Linked DNA regions of Oryctolagus cuniculus: region 2 is linked to region 1. Evidence: chromatin contacts called from public Micro-C data. All regions are on one chromosome and are shown on one strand. The core of a region is the stretch at or near the end of the contact, and the rest is flanking DNA. Distances in the headings are between cores, read along the strand shown.

Region 1 (4,340 bases), core at 851-3,350:
GAGTACTAACCATATACTAACACCCTATCAATGCCCTTTAAATCCAAAGTATTCCAAGTTCCATTAAATAAATCAACACTTGGAATTCACACACCATGGGTGACCGTAAAATGATGACCAACTAGTCTCATCCCTAAACAGAACTCAACACTGTCACTTTTACTTTAGAGTAATTATTAGAGACACAAATCCTATTCCGTTTTTTAGAAGAGAGAAGCTGGAGTGGTGGACTTGCCTGGGATAATTCTTTCCCATGGAAAGGGTGTGCTTGACAAGTATCCCAGACTGTGGCCACATAAACCCCACACACGTGCTAATACTCAACGCAGAGTAAGTAGTGGACGGTAAAAGATAAAATTAAGACATCCAATTAAAGTTACACAAGGAAATCTGAAGAGGCAAACTATAATTACCCTTGGTGGAGAGAGTGATCAAGGAGAGCTGCAAATAACACTTGGCTGGGGATGAGCTCCAGTGTGTTAGAGCATGCTGGAGCCACCGAGAGACCAGTCCCCTGGACATATTTTACCCGGCTAAATGTAGCCCAATCCATACACCCAGTGGCTGGAGTGATATATTTGGAACATAAAGCTGGATCCATCAAATTCCTTAGCTTCAGCCTTACCCATGTGGAGTGATTAGAATTAAAAAGGAAAGCAGGGAACTCCTTTTTAACTGCAGTCTCACCTTACACATCTCACCAGCACTGTAGTTCATTAGTGATCAATGACTTCATCCGATTCCTGGGGCAAACAGAAAAGTAAAATAGGTCTGTACAGCACCAGCAATAGACAACATCAGCAGCAAACAGTGTCTCAGCCTACGTGTGAGGGCATCTCAACCTAAACAGAAGAAGTTACAGAAATGGTGCAGCAGCTTTCAAAGGGGTTTCTTTTACCTGAAAACGAAAACATCTCCTTTCACTGAGATAAAATAAATGACAAAGTGCTCTTGAAATCAAAAACAATAAAATCATTTTCAGCACTGACAACTTTAAGAGAGAGAGAGATGAAGAAAAGAAAGAAAAAAACAAAACCTCACGAATAGGAGTTTCAGAGAGACCCAGCCAAGGCGCCCCTGCTCCCCGAATCCACCCTATCTGGAGTTGTACTTTTTATTATAATAATGGTTTGCCTGAAAAGCGTGGATGCCAATGCTTGAGTTGCAAACAAAACCTGCAGGCTCCAACGCCAGAAGAGGAAGACCCTGGGTTCCGGCCCTGTCTGAAGGAGCCTCAGGAGTGGGGGGAAAAACAACACGAGGGTGTAGACGGCACAAACAACTGGGGGCGAGCGAGCAGAGTCCTCCGAGGTGAGGCTGCAGCCCGAAGGGGACCCCTGTGGGCATCTCCAGGAAGAAGAGTCTGTTTTTATTTGTGTTGATGAGCTTGGGGGGGCCAATGAGCGTTTCCGAGGAGGGGGCGGGGAGCGGGGGGGGGGGTTAGAAAGTGAACCTCAGGCCGGGAGCCCCGCGCGGGCGAAGGTGGGGACGCGCCCCTGACCCACTTTCCCAGACGCCCACCCTCGGGCGCGCGCCCCCGCCGCGGGGAAGTCCGAGCCCCGAGGGGGGATCGAGCGGGGCGTGGGAGGCCCGCACGCTCCCCACCGCCCGCCGCGACCCGGAGGAGGGGAGCGTGCACGGAGGCTCGGCTCCTGCTCCCGCGGCGCCCCGGGCGGGAGAAGCCTCCCGCAGGCTCCCGGCCCGGGGCGTGCAAGGCGGCCCCCTAGGCCTGAGCCCCGGGCGGCGCGGCCCCCAGCGGAGGGGAAGGGGACCGAGGAGGGGAAGAAGCTGTAAACAGCCCCAGCGTCCGGGCCTCGCCTCGAAGAGCCCCGCTTCCCAGGCCCCGCCGCGGGCCGCCCGTGCCCCCGGCCGGCCCCGGGCCCGCCTCGCCCGGGGCCCGGGGCGCCCGAGAGGAGTCCGGTCCCCTCAGCGGAGGGCTCCGGCAGCCCGCGGAGCGGCCCCGGCAGCGGAGAAGGGGGAAGTCAGGACTTACCTGTCATTACTTTCTACGCCATCTTGGATCCACTTGTCAACGTCCCCACAAAGCATTATGGGTAGGAAAGAGCCTTTAAAGTGACTCCCCCTCGGCCCCCGACTCCCGCCTCCCGCCGCCGGCGCCGCCCCTCAGGCCGCACCTCCGGCCGCGAAGTGGCCCCGGGCGGCCCGCCGGCCCCGCCCCTCGCGCCGGGCCGGCGTGGGGAAGTCACCCCATCCCGCCCGTGTGGCCCTGGGGGTTCCGCTCTGCCTCCTGGCCCCGGCCGCCCTTCCCCCCGCCGCCGCTCCACGTCTGCAGCCAGTCAGCCCGAGGCTCTCCTGCCGCGGGCGGGCTGCGCGTGGGCCGAGGCACGCGCGTGGGCGGAGGGTCCCCGCTCCCGCCCTCGGGCCCGCGGCACCCTGCGGGCCGGGAAGGTGCGGCCGTCGGGCTCCGAGGGCTGGGCGGGCCCCGTAGCTCGGTCAGCCACGTCGGGGCGCGATGAGGGGGCGTGGGGGTGGGGAGGAATAAGCTAAATGCAACTTTTACCCCCTCTTCGGTTTCACTTTGCCGCCGGCGGTCTCCTCCTCTCCGCCGGGAACGCGACCCGCGCCCCTCTAGGTGGGGACCCCGCCCCTAGGAATGCGGTGGCTCCGGGCTCCGCCGGATGCGCCCGGCTCGAGTCCCGGCTGGACTGTGGCTTCCCGGGGCAGGTAACTCGGGGGGGGGGGGGGGGGGCGGCAGGTGCGAGCTCTGGCTCCGGGTGGGGCGCGATGCCCGGGGTCGCCGGATGCGGCCGGCGCGAGAGCCCCAGCATCCGGCCTCCCAGAACGGCGGGTACCCTGGCCGACCCCTGGCCTTGGGCTCCGTTTGCTCTTTTTCCTTTCAGGCAAGTTTCTGCGACTCCTAGAGAGGTGTCCTTGCGGGCGCGTCTCCGGAACGACATGCTGCCGGGACGCTCTGCATTCGCAAGAAGCCGGGGCCCCAGGCTTTCACCCGCGCTCTGGGTGCACGGGGAGGCCCGGGGCTCGGGGCTGGCTCCTCGGGACCCTACCCGAAGCCTGAATGCTTGCACACGGGAGCTCTGCCCCCAGGGAGTCAAAAACTCCACCAGGCAATTGTCCCGGCCAGATGCGAAGCGTGAGGTGTAGACTCATTAAGGGATTGGCCCCGGGTCAGTGGCGAGGGCGGGCGCCCGGGAGTGAGTCAGGGAGCGCGGGGCGGGCCTCGCCGAGTCCGCCACTCCGAGCTCCGGGTGAGCCAGGAGCAGCGTCTCCCGGGCCCAGGGCTAGGGTGGCGGCAGGCGGCGCCCCTCGCAGCCCGCCCGCCTCCTGCGGGCAAACGCTGCGCCTCTCCCTTCCTTGGGCTCCTCTTCCAGCTCTGGTCGCTGGAGGCACTGATTTAACCTCTGCTGTTCGCCGAGCACCTTTGAGCTTCCTGCAAGTAAACACTGACCCACCCAAGGCGGGTCGTTGACAGTAGACTGTCTTTGCTGGGGGTGGGCTGGATTCCTGCGTCTGCCCGTCCTTTCACCTGCCTCCAAGCCTGCCTCGGAGTCCATCCTTGCCAAGGACACCACCTGTGGCACCGGCTGGGGGAGCCTCCTAACTCTCCTCCTGGCCTCCACTCGGCCCCCTGCAGTCCACCCTGCTTCTGACCAGCCAGTCACATCTGCTGAATGTGCACCAGGTCACGTGACACACACACGCCCCTTAAACCTACCAAAGGCTTCCCCACCACGCTGGGAATAAAACCTGAATTCCCAGCCCGAGCCTGCCGGCTCCCACCTTCCCCTGCTCCTGGGATGGGGGCCAAGCTGGCCTTCTCCTGCCTGGCTGCATCCCAGAACTCCTTCCACCAGGAACCCTGCTCACCTTCCCAACCCTGAGGTCTGAGCTCAGATGTCTCCTCCCTGAAGAGCACTTCCATGAGCCCGTTAGTCCAAGCGGTCAGTGTTCTCTCCGGCCTGTGTTACACGTTATTCTGTGTTCTTTATGATCTGCCCCATCCCCGTTAGGGTACAGGCTCCCTGAGAGCACAGGGCCTGGCACGTAGCCCTCAGCAAATATTTGCTGACTTCACTGAACCTTTATCTGAGCAAGGAGGAGTTGATGAAACAGTGGGGAACCCCCACAGACCACTGGGACCATGCACAGCAGACAGGGAAATGCTGGGGGGAAACAGGCCCCTTGGCCAGTCTTAACTTGGCTCCATTCTCAGTCTGATCTGAGGAACAGCCCCAGGAATCCCCCTCTTCCCTCATTTTCTCTCTACCTCATTCTCCACGGGCTGCTCTTAGTTTCCTGCTGCTTACAAGAGACCCAGAGCTCAGTCCGCAGGTCTGCCTTCAGCTACACTCCCTGGACAT
Region 2 (4,340 bases), core at 1,069-3,568, 54 kb after region 1:
GCTTTCTGCACAGTGGGGGAGCTGTGAGAAATGGCTTCTTGATCTTTGCTCTGTAGGGAGTGTTCCAGCTTCAGACCACTGTGCCCCTGAAAATGCCACTGCTCCCTCAGGCCCCGGATCTTTAGGGAGTCGGTCTCTGGCTCTGTACAGCTCAGCTGGTACTGGGCCCTCCGATGCATTGTCACGTCCTGCTCATTTTGTCAGATGAATGTGCTGTGGGCAGTATCATGGCCCAAGGGGATGCTCTTCAGGCTGTCCAGATGGGCCGGTTACCTTCAGGCTGTGTCCAGCAAAGGTGGGACAGCTAATACAGCTGGGGCCAGCAGTGTAATCGCGTGTCGTTGTCCGCCCCGTCCCAAGTGCGCCTGACTCGGTTCTGAGAATGCAGCAGAGCACTCCATGTGCCTGCCACCCTGTTAGTTTTGCTTAGCAGAGATCCTGCGTGGCCTCACAGCTAGAACAGCCACATCACAGGCAGGGGGCTACCGTGGGGGTTTGCCATGGCTCAGGAGGTCCATGTACATGATGTATTAGGGGGTGGGACCCACGGATACACTGAGACTTTGTGATTGCATTGCTTCCACGTGCTAACCCCTTCTAATGGGGTGGGGGAGAAGTGTGATAATGGTTTGGGTCTCAGGGTATCAACTCAGACACTGGGGCCAACAGTCCTGGGAATGTGTGAGCTCACACAAGCAGATGGCATACGTCCACTTTGGGGACGGAGCAGGGGCATCTTTTGATACGTGCTGTGTGGTGCTGGTCCCTTCCAACTCAGCTTCTCCAGTCAGGGTTGGAAACTGGCTGGGCAAGGAATCTCAGCTGTTTATCGGTGTGCTTTAATGTCTTCTGATTGTACAGATGGATACCTTATTGACCGCCCCCTTATCCTGCCCCTATGGAAGCCAGGTCTGGTTAACCACTTCCATCACTGCGTCAGGCTCCCTCTGCTACCAGTCTGACTTGACCCTGACTTGTTTCTTGTGTTTCAGTGCCTTGGCCTCTGTCATCCTGGGATCCTCTCATCCCCATTGTCACTAGGGGGCCCACTTCTGCAATTTCGTCTCCTTGGAGGGGAGAGCCTGACCAGGGAGCTCCCGAGCGCAGCAGGTGTATCCGTCGCTGCAGCCTCCCTTGCTGCATGGAACGGAGCATCCCCCAGGCCGTCCTGGGCCCAGCCATCTGCTGCGCGTCCTCACATGCTCCCTCCTGGGACTCTCGGAATCCTTCTTCTGCCCTTTGTCTCGTGGTTCTTGAATTTCTCCTTCACTTGGTGTGGATTGTTGCTTCCTTCAACAATTTATTTGAAAGGTAGAATTATAGACAGAGAGAGGGAGAGACACAGAGAGAGAGAGAGAGAGGTCTTCCATCCGCTGGTTCACTCCCCAGTGGCCACAACAGCTGGAGCTGGGCTGATCCGAAGCCAGGAGCCAGGAGCTTCTTCCAGGTCTCCCATGCGGGTGCAGGGGTCCGAGGACTTGTGCCATTTTGTACTGCTTTCCCAGGGCACAGCAGAGAGCTGGATTGGAAGAGGAGCAGCCGGGACATGGACTGGTGCCCATAGGGGATACCTGCGCCACAGGTAGAGGCTTAGCCAACTAAGCCACAGCACTGGATCCATCCTTCAAACTTCTAAAAGCCACCCTAGCAGCCCGTTAGCATCATCTCTTGGGGCCTTGCTACAGTATTAAACCCTGTATCTCAGGAGAGTGCTGCTGTCCGGAAGTTCTTCCTTCTCCGACTTTCTTTCTACCCCTGTTGCAGCACCCTTGGGCTCCCGTCTCACACCTAGCTCTTGCTAGCCAGGGCCTGCAGTCCCTGTGGAGTCTGGTCCTTTCCCAGGTGGGGCTCGCTAGCCAGGTTATTTTGTAACTGAACCGTGGTTGCTGGTCTGGTGGTTAAGAGGGAGGTGGAGGTGGATCCTGCATGAGACCCATGTTGCCCTACAAGGCAGGAACCTCTGCATATCGCCCTCAGGCAAGGGCGGGGGGCCCTCAAGAGAGGGCCTCTCCTTTAAGGCCCAGGCGCTCAGGGGGAGCCCCAGGAGTTCCCGTCCCTTATCTGAGGGTCCCCCTCTCGGATACCAGAGCAGTTGGGATGATAACTGTTGAAGTCCTCCGGAGCTGCAGCACTGGGAATGCCTACGCCTGATCCAACCAACTGTGAACGCTCTAGATGAGTCTCCTTACAAGCTGCCAGCGTTTTCACATTTAACCTCCAACTGGTGATTAATCACTCGGAGTCTTTGGCTTTCTCTCACCATTGGGCCCCAAGAGACAGCCCTTTAATTCCTTCAGCTGTGCCCACAGAACTCCCTCCCACCAGTGAGCAGTTAAACAGCCACGTCCCTTCCTATGCCAGGGGCTGTCCATGCTCCACATATGACTAGTGTGGGCTTCTCACTGCCAGCTGGCTGGCGGGTGAGCTGGTTACACAATCCCAGTGTCGAGCCAGCTTTCTTGAACCACGTCCAGCACCAACTGTCATAGGCCAAGTCCCCCAGATGCAGACTCTGACTTGGGTGTTTGCATAAAGGGAGCTTCCTGGGGCTTGCTGGGAGACCCGTACCTGTGGGCAAGTGAAGGAAGCATTGGCAAAAGGGAGAAGCTGAGCCCCTGACGTGGCTGCAAGGGATGCTGTCATAATTCTCTAGAGCCGGGATGGCCTTCAGAGCTGTCCCAGCTCTGGTCCCAGGAGGACCAGGGCTTCTCGAATTCTCCATCAGCCCATCATGCGGCAGGAGCTGCTCCCCATCAACTGAGGGCAGTCACGGAGAATGGCAGGGGATGGGCCAGGACAAAGTCAGGCGTGAGCCAGTAACACCCCCGGGAGCAAGCATTGCAGTCTTGAGGGAGACCCTCTGGGAGGTGCACGTTGTTCATGAAATAAAGCCCAAGAAACACGGAAAGTGGTAGAAGGGCCCCTTGCACTGAAGGGCCTGAGGGGCGGAGTGGAAGCTGAGCCCCACAGGCTCGTGGGAAATGCACAGCATGAAAGTCATGCCAGATTTCACATTTTTTGGTACCAAAATGAACTTTATAAATGTGAGAGGCAGAGAAAGAGCGACAGAGAATCCCATCCGACGGCTCTCCCCGCGTGCCCACAGTAACGGGGCGCGGGCTCCTGTCTGACGGCTCTCCCCACGTGCCCACTGTAACGGGGCACGGGCCTGGGCCCAGGCAGGGGCTTCTGTGCGCGGCAGGAACCCAGTCACTGGGCCGTCACTGCTGCCTGCAGAGGTCTACGTCAGCAGGAAGCTGGCGCCTGCAGAGGGGGCTGGATGCCGAGCCCGGGACTCCAGTGTAGGATGCCGGGGTCTGGACTGCTAGGCTGAACTCCCGCCTCTGAACTTCCCTTTTAATTTAATTGTGCATGAACGTGGTTTTTTTTTTTTTTTTAACCTAATTTATTTATTTAATTGAAAGGCATAGTGAGAGAGAGAGAAGGAGGGGAGAGAGAAAAAGAGAGGAGGGAGAATTTTCCATTCGCTGGTTCGCTCCCCAAATGGCTGAAAGGGCCGGACCTGGAGCAGACAGGAGCCAGGAGCTCCACCAGAGTCTCCTACATGGGTGCAGCGGCCCAACCACTAGGGTTGTTCTCCGCTGCTTTCCCAGGTGCATTAGCAGGGAGCTGGATTGGAAGCAGAGCAGCTGGGACTCATATTGGATGCCGGTGTCACACCTTAACCCACTATGCCATGATGCCGGCCTCTATTTCAGTTTTTAAACCTTTATCTCTAGGAGGAGCGGCTGGTTCAAAGCTCACCCATATGGGCTGGAACTGGGACCCAGGCTGCCCGAGGCCAAAGCTAAGCTTTCAGCCACACGCTCCAGCCCTCCTCTCTTCAAGAGCTCGCGGTACCGGAGGCAGGCCCAGGTAAGGATCATCAGCTCCGGGTGTGGGCACGGACACAGAAGTCCCCGGGGCTCTCCATGACGGCCGCGCCGTGCTCTCCCGCCCCCTCAGCGCGCACCCTCCGCACAAGAACGTTTCTGAGGTATCTTCACACTTCTTACAAACTGGGCATTTCAGACTGCTGTTAACACTCATGTTCCTACTGAAAAAAAAAAAAAAAAAAAAACTGATGAAAACTACACTTGGAAAATATTCTAGAAACTTTAAATTTTTTTTTTTTAGGGTAAATCTATTCTCAGGAAAAAAAAAAACCTTTGGCAATATAAAGTTGGAAATGAGGATCAAAATAATATCTGATCAAGGTATGATACTAAAGGATTAAGAAAGACTGATGGGTCAAGAAACAATTGAACTTCACAGGCACTTACGTTTTTACTGTGTAACAGATACAAAAACAAACACTGGCCAGTGCCGTGGTGTGGTAG

The links. Hi-C and Micro-C count contacts between places; a contact is called where the count stands out from the background.
Region 2: a Micro-C map of ear pinna shows a contact between it and region 1, with 2.1 times the contacts expected there. The contact joins the enhancer-like site here to the promoter of HELZ in region 1. A contact is called at or near these places in 2 of 6 Hi-C or Micro-C datasets (ear pinna and skin fibroblasts).

The regions. Positions count from the first base shown.
Region 1 is chr17:13,344,786-13,349,125 of mOryCun1.1, forward strand. HELZ (helicase with zinc finger) reads right to left here and starts at 2,101. Exons shown (of 32, transcript XM_051825840.2): 1 at 1,994-2,101; 2 at 688-743. It overlaps LOC138846037 (a long non-coding RNA gene), which reads left to right and starts at 3,276. Exons shown (of 3, transcript XR_011383415.1): 1 at 3,276-3,415; 2 at 3,834-3,920.
Region 2 is chr17:13,398,698-13,403,037 of mOryCun1.1, forward strand. LOC138846041 (a long non-coding RNA gene) reads right to left here. Exons shown (of 2, transcript XR_011383419.1): 2 at 3,383-4,057. Among named protein-coding and RNA genes, the nearest start is that of PSMD12, 36 kb to the right of the region's middle. Within about 2 kb of position 2,319, at least 3 of the 8 cell types and tissues checked have an H3K27ac peak or open chromatin away from gene starts, as enhancers often do. A contact at or near this core is called in ear pinna, where this site is marked.